Regions from separate parts of the Gasterosteus aculeatus genome. Here region 2 is linked to region 1. Evidence: chromatin contacts called from public Hi-C data. All regions are on one chromosome and are shown on one strand. Each heading gives the region's core, a stretch centred on a gene start, on an enhancer-like site or on the middle of the called end of the contact. The rest is flanking DNA. Distances are from core to core; before and after follow the strand shown. Region 1 overlaps LOC120835443 (caM kinase-like vesicle-associated protein). Region 2 overlaps mst1rb (macrophage stimulating 1 receptor b).

Region 1 (5,463 bases), core at 2,143-4,642:
CTCGCCGAGGCTGACGTTCTTTTCAATAGCACACGATACATTGTGCTGTCTATCGCGACTGTTTTAGCACCCTTGCCGTCAATGTTAGTTATGTGAAGGAGAAAATTACAGTCTGCATTATATATGAGCTCTATGCATTCAAATTCATTTGTAGCTTTTCTTTTTTTAGAGACTTCACAATGTCTTTATTCATCACGTCACAAAAAAGTGAATTTGTTAGATAGGATTCCCTTTACACAAATGTGCTGTGGTTTAAATGGATCTGGACTCAAAATGCCACATATGTCTTAATATTTTGTAATAACTGTAAATCAAAATGTGCATTAACGGACATGTGGTCAAAAGGAAGCCACACACCATTTTGACCTTTTGGTGACAACAGTCATCTTTTCTGTGTTATAGAGAATTATGGGAATCCTTTGTTTGATATTTCTGAACGTATTGTTAATTCATGAATAGTTTTATTGCCATACCTTTTTTCTTTCTTTCTGTTTATGTTGTTTTTTAACACTTTCAGTCATATATTTATTCCATAGAATTTTCTCCTTATACTTGATGAATCCTAATAACAATCTTTCCTTTCTTGTTGCCCTTTGGTCCCTTTGACCATTAATAACGAGCAACAGAAAGATTTCTCTGGAACTAACTAACTAAGTTGAGCAATATTCGACTGGCTGCAGAAACTGTGATTCCTAGTGTCCATTCCATCGAGTCCATTCACCTGTAAGCAGAAGTTTATCGTCCTTGCCAGCTGTGCGACCCAATTTGGCAATTTAAAGGGACAGTTCCAAATCAAACAAACATATTTTAGATATTGATCTACTTGCACGTAGTGCTACTTATCATTCTAGAGTTGTTTTGTGTGAGTTTTCACTTGGCTTGTGGTGCTCAATACTCCAAAAAATACATTTGAACATTAATACATCAAGGATCTACAGACCTTATTGTGAGCAGTGTAAAAATATCACTACAGAAGGAAAAAGGAAGAAGGAAAAATGTATATTTTGAAAGGAACTACCTCTTACAAAAATATACATTTACCTAACTTGTCAAATACCGATGTATGGTCAGTGACCCCTGGGATCCAATAACAATTCAATGCTGTTTAGTGTCTGTGGGGCTCCAAGTGGGCCAAGCCCATCTGCATCATTACTAAAACAGTCATAGCAGCCAACGTATCTTTAGTAAGGACAAAGTTTGTTGGGACTATTCGGTCCAATAGACTTTTTATCCAGAGACAAACGCTGACATATGATCTCTTACTTTTGTCACATAGATAACTTGTCGATCTATGTATGAATACAGCAGCATCATTGTCAATGTAATGATCAGATTCCATGTCCAAAGTATAACATTTCCAATCTGTTGTCAACTGTGAACACCTGTGAATTTATATGAAAATGTGCATTTTAGATGAAACTGAACTTTGGAAGAAAACCGTTAATATCTGTGGAATATCCATATTTACTTTATCATACATGTATCTACTTTGAAATTGTGCTTAGACAGGCCGATCATTCAGAATATACAACTATTTGATTTCTTACATTGTTTAATATATATTTAGAGTAGAGGCTTAAAGTGAAGAATATCAGAGACTATAAAAGTAATCAGATTATTTCATGTTGCCTGTTTTCTTTGTTTGGATGGCAAATAAATACAGTTTGAACACTGTTACACAGTTTAAAGCAAGGCTTTCCTCTCCCCACCCCCACAATGCATTCCTCACTGTATTTAATATTCCACCTCTGTTCATTTCGCCGCGCACTTACAGGTGTATTTGTAGATGTGGTGTTTGCCAGGACCAGTGGTCACCTGTAGGTCCTGTCTTGCATTTTGTGAGCTCTTTACTGTACTACTTGACTAGGGTGATGACTTTAATGGTAAAAAAATAAAATTCTATTTCATCTGTTTATTTATCAGTAATCCTCTTCATTCCGCTTCAGAGTGGACGGACGCGACATCGAGTCTCTCCAAAAGGACGGCTCTGTGAGATCTGGAGGATTGTCTCAAATAAATGTGGGGAAAAAACCTTCGTCATCTGCTGTAGAAGAGGATCTGTGTTACACTCACTTAGCACAAGCGTAGCAGCCGTCCTGGTGGGGTGTGAACCTGTGTTCCCAGTAGTGCCGTTTGGTGACACTTAGATGATACTTGAATTTCATCTTGTTGGAATAATGATGCAGAGAGCTGACTTTGCAGGGCCTCAAAAGGCTTCCTGGTGGGAGATTATCTCTCTTTTTCACGTCCATCATAGACAGATGTGCAGCCATCCATACACTCATCGGGGCTCAGGGGGATCGTAAGTGTGCCCCTGTGTCCTTTCATCACTTCGGGAAGAAATGTGTCTTTGACAGAAGGAAAATACAAAATACAATCCTCTCAAAAGAAAATAGTAATTCTATTATAATTCTAACTAAACTAAAATAGTATCCAAGACATTAGTTGCACATTGAGTTATTTTTTGGAAATGTTTAAGTAACAGCAAGCAAGAATCCATCTACGGCCACAATAATTGTAATACGGACACTTCTGATGATGTTTCCATTTTAGGAAACTACCAGGCATAATGATGACAATATTCCAAGAATCTTGATAATGATTAATGCGTTCGCTTTGTAACATCCATTCATTGGCGTTTAGGGATTAAGAAAAACAATCAATCACAGCAGCTCCCCTTATCGGTTGACTGTCTCAGCTTTCAGCATGCCGCTGAGGTTCATTAGATGGCCAAAAAAACGGGGGTTATTTTCTAATATAACAACAATTAACTGTTATGAATATTAATGTCAGATGGGAACGCGTCTATAGCTTAATCGACGAACAATCATTTATGAAGGTTAATGACAAAATGTTTCAGATATTAGCCAGTTGGTTGGAGCACTATTGAGACTTTTCCCACCAGCCTTGCTGTTTCAGACCCAAAGGTACAGCAGACACTGTCACAATACGCCACCTGCTGGTTGATAATGTGCAATCCTGTTATGACCCTAAAGAAACAACAGAGAGCAGTATTGTTCCCTCTTTTCCCTGCTTCGCATCACGTCCCTACAGCCTAATCCGTATGGAGTTACTGGATGAGAGAGCCTAAAAATATGTCTAGAATATGGGGTGATGCATCAAATGTAGCAGCCAGTCACTTTAAGAGCTAAACTCTGCAACCCTGTTTGTGATGGATTCCAGGTTCAGGCAGGTTCATCCCTGTGAGCGAGTTTCAATACATTAAAAACTCTCACTATCCAAAAGTCTCTCTTTTCCAACAATGCAGAGTGCTCTACTGCTCCGCACCGTGAGAGACACCGAGCACCAGATCCGACTCCCCGATAACATTCCACATTAGAAAAAGTCAATTGAATGGTGTTGGTGATGTCATCGCTTGGCACGGTCATGCGACGTGCCGCTGTGGAGACAATACCCTGTAGAACCGCACCTCTGTTGCTTTCTGAAGAATGGTGCACATGTCTGATCAGGTCGGGTCGGGTCAACTTTGTCGTGGAATTCCCTAAATGTGGATCAGCCCTTTGGTTTCTGATTCCGAGGCAGCTGGATTTGAAGTCATTTAGCTGACGCTTTTATCCAAAGCAACTAACATTACATTTTTAACCCACGGCTTCTTCATTTTGTCCAGGGAGCAATTAGGGGTTAGGTGTCTTGCTCGGGGACACTTTGACACAGGACATGGGGCAGCCAGGACTCGAACCACCAACCTTGATGGTTCCCAGTGCACCCTCACTACCCCTGCGCCACGATAATGCAGATATGACTTGAACAGCCACTGTGCTCAGGACTGTCCACTCCTCTGCCTCGCTGCTCCTTGACAGGGATCAGATAAGCGAAGGGAGCAGAGTAATGAAAATGGGGGACTACAGTCCTCTAAAGCCCAAATGTCATCTGATGCCTGATGGTTTCCCAAAACATCTGACCTCCCTCTGCTTTGTTCTGGAAGGATTATTCTCACATTCTAGGGTGAAAAGGAGTCTGCAGACAGGTTCTCATCTCCACTTTTTACAATATGTCATTGGGCTGAATTGAGCAGATGAAATTCTTTTATGGGATAACTTTTGCGGGATACATATTAAATTAAAATCACATGCGGATGCCCAAACCAGCGTCTACATGTTGTCCTTATAGTGCACACATTTATGACATTGCAGTCAAATACAGAACACATGTTATCTGCTCTTCAAGCAGGTTTCCTAGTTTTTTATGTAATGGATTATGAAGCACCTGAGGTGGTCTTTTCTGGAGTTTTCTGCATTCATATTTGCTCTGAATTCTGTTGTAACATTTTATACTTCCCAAATGCCCATTTGATTGATTGTTTTTGGGGATTTTGCAAGAATATTACATTACATTATTATCATCTGTATGATGTATAGAAAAAGAGAAAGGATGGGAATTTCCTTATTATTATTTTATCATTGTGTTTGCTCGGTTGAATTTAATTAAAATTCTATTTATTTTGTGGCACAAAACAAGTTCCCACATTTTTTTGTATGTCATCCATAAATAATAAATCATGTATACTTTGTCCTAGATTGTTGTGGGAGAATGTGTGTTTAGGAGTCATCAGGGCTTAAATGACAAGCAAAATTCTGACGGGCTTAACTATCTCACCCTAAAACACGCTGATGTGAGCCAAACGGCACCAAACACACATTCCTTCTGATTCAACTGGTTTAACAGAATCTGGTCTCAAGTCACAACATTTGGCAAACCTACGAAGAAAGGGATCTTCAGAAACTAGGAGATACATGAAATATTTGTCAATAGATGAAAAGTTTAGCCATATCGGCCAATTTGAACTGTGGTCGACCGGCGGGTGTAAAGAACCCTTTGTGTCCGAGAGCCAGATATGGAACATGCACGGAATCAAAGTAAATTCAAATGTATTGTAACATCACCACACAACATGGTGTGCACCATTGCATGACATTAAACTTTCAAAGGCGAGGCCCACATTCGCCTATGGCCTATTTCCTGGAGGTGGAAGAGGGCATCATCCAGCTGTGACTGCTGCATCTAACGGTTGGGAACAATGACACGCTTGTGCAGGACTGTAACATTCTCTGGCTGAGTGTGCGCTGAAAGGCGAGAAAGCACAGGACCTCCAGGAGACGGATGAAAGAGAGCTGCAGGCCACTGTCGCTGAGAGAATGGAGCCAACCGTTGAGCACGTGCATGTCTAATAGAGGCAGCGTGCATCATGTTATACAATAACCATGTTTGGTCAGTGGCTTTTTTTAACAACAGTTTTGTTGTAAAGGCGAATTGGTGTAATAGGCTCAACTTTTTGATAAATAAGTATTGGTTTAAAGCTTGCGCGATCTCCCACAGATAAATTCTCATTATCTAGCTCAACATCTATCATTCAAGTAATTAACCTTCACATACAAGCTCATCCGAACATATTAACTGCTCAAGGATTATGAACCTATCTATATAGGTATAGAGGTACAGACA
Region 2 (5,956 bases), core at 1,467-3,966, 67 kb before region 1:
CTGGTGGCCGGGGCGGTGCTGGCCTTCGTTGTTATGAAACACTTGAGAAAGAAGAAGAAAGGTGGGCTCCTCTCTGTTAGGTGGACTTTGGTCCGACCTGTTTGTGCAACTGGAACCTGCTATGGGGGGAATATTGGGATGAATTGCATTAAGTCTTTTAACCAGAACATCCCTGGTGTGGGGCGGCACGGTGGCGTGGTGGTTAGCACTGTTGCCTCACAGCAAGAAGGTCCTGGGTTCGATTCCGCCCAGTGGCCTTTCTGTGTGGAGTCTGCATGTTCTCCCCGTGTCTGCGTGGGTTCTCTCCGGGTTCTCCGGCTTCCTCCCACAGTCCAAAGACATGCTCTGGGGATCAGGTTAATTGGGGACTTTAAATTGCCCGTAGATGTGTGAATGTGAATGTGAGTGTGAATGGTTGTATGTCTCTGTGTGGCCCTGCGATTGGCTGGCGACCAATCCAGGGTGTACCCTGTCTATCGCCCGAAGTTGGCTGGGATGGACTCCAGCCCCCCCGCGACCCTGTGTGCAGGATAAGCGGTTTGACAATGGATGGATGGATCCCTGGTGTGTCATGGGAAGTACATGTCCTGGGGTTGATGATTAAAAACCTTATGACATGTTTTTCAGCCTCCATGGTAGAGAGCCGTTTGACCCACAGTCCTAGCCGCTCCGGGACAAATAACATGGAGCTCTTGCCTGTTGGGGACTACAGGAGAGGTGACATTCTAGCGGAATACTTAGCATACTGCACTGTAATACAGTACAGCTAGTTTGCTTCTGACCCACACACCCTCCTAACTCTCAATAAACCCCTCTCTCTGGACTTTTACAAGTAGTATCACTGAGTCCTCCCACCCCACTGGTTGGGTCGGTGGTGTTCCCCAGCCGGAGCTATGCTGCAGCCAACATAGATCCTGCCCTCACCCCCCTCATGCCCTCAGAGAAGATCTCCATCTCCAGTTTTAGGCCAGAGCTGCTGGAGGAGGTGAAGGATGTTCTCATCCCCGCTGAGATGCTCATTGTGAAGCACCAGCGGATCATAGGGAAGGGTGAGGAGCCCGACTGCCTATATCTGAAACAAAAACACTTGTTATGAAGCCTTGTTTTCGCTTCGTCAATGCGTATTTCTCCCTCCTGTAGGTCATTTTGGCACTGTCTACCATGGCTACTTCAAAGACCCCAGCAACAGAGAAATCCACTGCGCGGTCAAGTCTTTGAACAGTGAGTAACATTATGTATTTGCTGCAGAAAGCCTTCCCATAACTGTGATCCTAGTGGCTTTCTTCCATTTGATCTGAGCCCATAATCTTTAATGTGTGTGTGTCACCAGGAATAACAGATGTTGAAGAGGTGGAGCAGTTTCTAAAGGAAGGGATCATAATGAAGGGTTTCCACCACATTAATGTGCTGTCTCTGCTGGGCATTCTCCTGCCGCAGGAGGGACTCCCTTTAGTGGTACTACCGTACATGAAACACGGTGACCTGCGACACTTCATACGCTGCGAGAAAAGGGTGTGAACCTGCATGAAATCAGTGAAAATGAATCATCTGATTTATCTACAGTCCTCTGTTTACAAAGTGTCTTTTTTTTGTGTTTGTGGGACTTGTTCAGAACCCCACCGTCAAGGATCTGATTGGCTTTGGGCTACAGGTTACCAAGGGGATGGAGTATTTAGCTCAGAAGAAGTTTGTGCACAGAGATCTTGCAGCACGCAATTGCATGTGAGTCACCAAGATGCACGGAGGATTCAGCATTTCATTACTTGCCATAAGGCCGGAATTTGTCTTGGATTTAGTGTAGGTTGCTGTCTCATGGTAACAATTCGGTTGAGCTTGTTTCACTGTTACATGCCAATTTGACAAAACTATAATGCCGTTTTCGCCTTCGTCTTCAGGCTGGACGAGTCATATACAGTGAAGGTGGCAGACTTTGGCATGGCGAGAGATGTGTTTGATAAGGAGTACTACAGTGTTCAGGACCACAGGAAGGCTAAGCTGCCCGTCAAGTGGATGGCAATCGAAAGTCTGCAGACACAGAAATTCACCTCCAAGTCTGATGTGGTGAGCAAATTGAGGTGGTGAGATTTACATACAATCAGGAGCTTTTTAGTGATTGTCAAAGGGTGGATATACATGTTTAACGAATGCCGCGTGTCTTATAAATAGATATAAAATGTCATTATCTGAGTGCAGTAATTATGTGTCTGATTCAATAAATTTCCTTTTTTCTTTTAATGTCAACTATCTGTCGTCTGCTATCCTCTACATGTACATCATCAAGTGTTGTAAATGTATATGTAAATGTTAGGAATCCCTATTCTACTCCGTGATTAACACGACACGGAAGCAGAAATACATTTTTTCTGATGTTTTTCTAACCTTTGATGAATTTCTTTAGGCCTATCAAAATGTGAAAATTACAACAGGTAAACGAGTTAAAGGCTGGAATGGTTACAGAGTAGATATGATCTACGATGAGGAGTGGCACGTAGACACTCCTTTGGTTTAAGGGATCACAAGAATTTTTATTCATAACCTTGTCGTTGTATTATAGCTATGATAATGGTAAACATTATGTTTAACTATTCCACTCCACTCGCATCATGTCAACGTACTGGTGCTCATGTGTAACCTTTGCTCTCTGGATGCAGTGGTCCTTTGGTGTGCTGATGTGGGAGATGTTGACCAGGGGAGCGAGCCCCTACCCAGAGGTGGACCCTTATGACATAACACATTACTTACTGAAGGGCAGGAGGCTTCCCCAGCCTCAGTACTGCCCTGACCCTTTGTAAGTAGTGGGAGTGATAGAATTATGTTCACACTTGATTTAAATAGTACACGATACTTTTGCATAAATCCATTGTACAACTTCCGTTTATTGAGAGCTTTACTACAGATACTGCAATAATAAACTGATTTACAACTACAAGACGGAAGAACAAAGTCCAAGTAGTAATAACACAATGTTCGCATGGTCACTCAGTAGTGTGAGAATCGTAAATTCTCCACTACCTAGTATTCCAACACAGTTAAACAATGCAGCTTGGGAGTTAATGTTTACATCTACTAAACACATATTCTACCTTCACTCAACTCAAAACGCACACACACACACACACACACACACACACACACACACACACACACACACACACACACACACACACACCGGTCTGACTTTACAGTGAAAAAACGATTGATGGAGAATAAATGAACTATTCTGTCCTAATAGAAAGAAGCACCAAGGGACACATGCAGATCCCCAGCATTGGGTATTAAAAGGGGTATTATAAAGCTTTCTATACAAAAGCTAGATGAAAAGACTTTCACTTCACTTTCATGTCTGTACACTAAATATGAAGCTACAACCAACAGTAAACATAACGCTAAGCTTTAAGTATCCTTTATTGACCTGGGGGAATGTGTGTGTTGTTCACTGTGCTGCCGTAAAGGCGCCTCAGCTTAGACTGTAAATGTGAGTAGATAATTGTTAGTTACAGAGCTAACAGCTAGCTGGTCGGGAGTGTTGGTGCAGGGGTCAAATGCAAACGGCCTTTGACCCATTTGACCTCTGTTCTTGTAATGAGAATTCAATGTTAATGTATTCCTCACGTAACGCCACCTACACAGTTATTTAAACCCAAACCACGATCTTTTCCTTGAGACAAAACTTTACTAAATACTTTTGCCTAAACCTAAGTAAGTTGTTTCCTGTTCTGATTTTGTAAAAACTATGCGCACACACGAGTGTACATTTGACAAAACGTACGAGGATACGCTTCTGGAAGGACCCCAAACGTGTTTTTAAAGTGACTGGAACGGAATTCTGAACAATGATAACTAAATGTGGAAGTAAACTCTCATGCGCACTGTTAATATACAGTAGTGGACTCAGACTGCCATGTTTTCTTTTCTAGGTATATCATTATCCTTCAGTGCTGGGACCCTGATCCAGAGTTGAGGCCCAGCTTTGCTACATTGGTGTTGGCCGTCTCCACCATCCTTTCCAGCCTGGAGGGAGAGCACTATATCAGTTTGAATGTCACCTACGTCAACCTGGACCAGCCGCGACCGTACCCCGCCCTCACAGAGTCTGCCGACGAAAAAGACTCCACAGATGTTGAGGACTCCGGCTCAGTCTCGTCCTGATCCCCCCTCTCTCTTTCTGGACTCTAAAATGGTATTGGTGCTAACAGCAAGAGCGCAAAAAAGTGTTTCTTACAGCAACGCATCTGACACAGAGGTGCTGCCGACCCTTCTTTACTGGGCATTGGGTAAGATGCCTTCAGCTGGTATACGTATCAGTCTGTGTCAGTCTTCTCATGTTATGTCTACGCCTACGATGTTGAGGAACGTGTCACAATAAGCAGAGCTTTCAATCTAATTCGGTGGCCGATTAGCGTTGTTTTACTACCTACAAAATGGTGTACTGTTACAGCAGCAAAGTTTATGGTACGACATTCCCACATTTGCTATTATCCCTTTTCAATGCAGTAATTGTTCTGTATATTTTGGATCACAACCTCGACTGCAATATCCTGGAGGCAATCTGTTATCACCCCGTTGCTTTAATTTCTGACACAATGTCTTTATGATGTTGTTATAAATTTAAATATTTATTTGTTTATAGATTTATTTGATTTCAAGTAAATATGAAATTTCTTGCAAACCATGTACATTACCGGTTAATTTATACACAGAAATCTATCCTGTAACTGCTCTATGTCATTTGTCGCATTCTCCACTAGAGGGCAGCATTCTGTTAGAAGACCTCTGTGTTTCCGCTGCTCAGCTTCTGAAGAAGGTCCAAGCCACATGAATGCCGCATTCTTGATGTGTGCATCATTTATGACCCAGGTTTTTTCCCTTCTCGGAAAACCAACCAAAAAGCCCTCTGGATGCCACAGACCGTTTTGCAGAAGAGCAAATGATTGGACTTTTAGTGAAATGAGTGGAAGAAACAACCAACCAATCTGTCAATATAACAAATAAACCAAATAAACGTCTCAGCAACAAACAGTAGCAAGTCCCAGTGCTGTAAACAGATCTCACACACAGCAAAGACACTTTCCCCACAACAAAACTGGAGTCAAATGAAACCAGAGGGAAATAAACATAAAGTTTCCTCTTTTTTTTCATGCAGCCAAGAACCAAAGTGAATCGCTATGTCGGGGCCTCTGATATGGAGAGTGCGAGCACAGCAGAACCTGTGAAGAGTGCTGCTGTCAGCTGTGTGACCACCTCAACCTTTACGGCCTTTGTCCTGTGCTTGTGTTCACCACCAGGTCCTACACAATTGGCCCTCTGTAATATGGTTCATGCACCGTGACATATTTTTGTCCCTTGCAGCCATTCGGATTGTTTTGTGTGGACTCCAAACCAATGCAGATATAAGACAGTTGATGCTGGTTCGTGCACAGTTTATGTCTGTATACTCCACGTTTTGTATGGCAGACTCATTAGAGGCAACATGAATAACCAGGGCTCGAGTGGTGTGTCAAGATTGGAACAGGGGAAAGCCATCTGTGAGATTGCTGTGTGATGATGGCAGACCCTCACAAATAAGTGGGGACCAAACTGGGAGCTCTTGGATTTTGTTCCAGTAGGAACTGGCAAGAAATAGGTCCTTTGTTAAACCCCATGTTGGACCAGTGAAGAAAGACTCATCATATTATATATATATATATATACATACATATACATATACATATATATATATACAAAAGACAGAGGTAGTTTTTGACACATTCAGCTTATTTCGGGCTGGCAGTGTTAACCTGATTTAGCCTAGAAACCCACCCTGAATACGATTAGAGTATATTTTCATTTACCCATTGATACTGAATCCATCCAGTGCAGCAAAGTGCTGTGTTGGTTTTACTGTACTGTACTGCACTCTAGGCCACAAACGGCTGACCAGATTTACGGGAGAATCACAGAACCTATTCAACATAAT

Evidence for each region. Hi-C and Micro-C count contacts between places; a contact is called where the count stands out from the background.
Region 2: a Hi-C map of skeletal muscle shows a contact between it and region 1, with 7 times the contacts expected there. The contact joins two enhancer-like sites. A contact is called at or near these places in 3 of 6 Hi-C or Micro-C datasets (skeletal muscle and whole body).

Annotation. Positions count from the first base shown.
Region 1 is chr17:21,441,995-21,447,457 of fGasAcu3.hap1.1, reverse strand. LOC120835443 (caM kinase-like vesicle-associated protein) reads left to right here. Exons shown (of 11, transcript XM_040204363.2): 11 at 1-1,915. Among protein-coding and RNA genes, the nearest start is that of LOC144388885, 13 kb to the left of the region's middle. Within about 2 kb of position 3,392, at least 4 of the 9 cell types and tissues checked have open chromatin away from gene starts, as enhancers often do.
Region 2 is chr17:21,507,416-21,513,371 of fGasAcu3.hap1.1, reverse strand. mst1rb (macrophage stimulating 1 receptor b) reads left to right here. Exons shown (of 20, transcript XM_040203745.2): 12 at 1-61; 13 at 628-717; 14 at 834-1,049; 15 at 1,141-1,221; 16 at 1,331-1,512; 17 at 1,613-1,722; 18 at 1,896-2,061; 19 at 2,652-2,788; 20 at 3,918-5,017. The coding sequence ends at 4,149. Among protein-coding and RNA genes, the nearest start is that of mst1rb, 15 kb to the left of the region's middle. Within about 2 kb of position 2,716, at least 1 of the 9 cell types and tissues checked has open chromatin away from gene starts, as enhancers often do.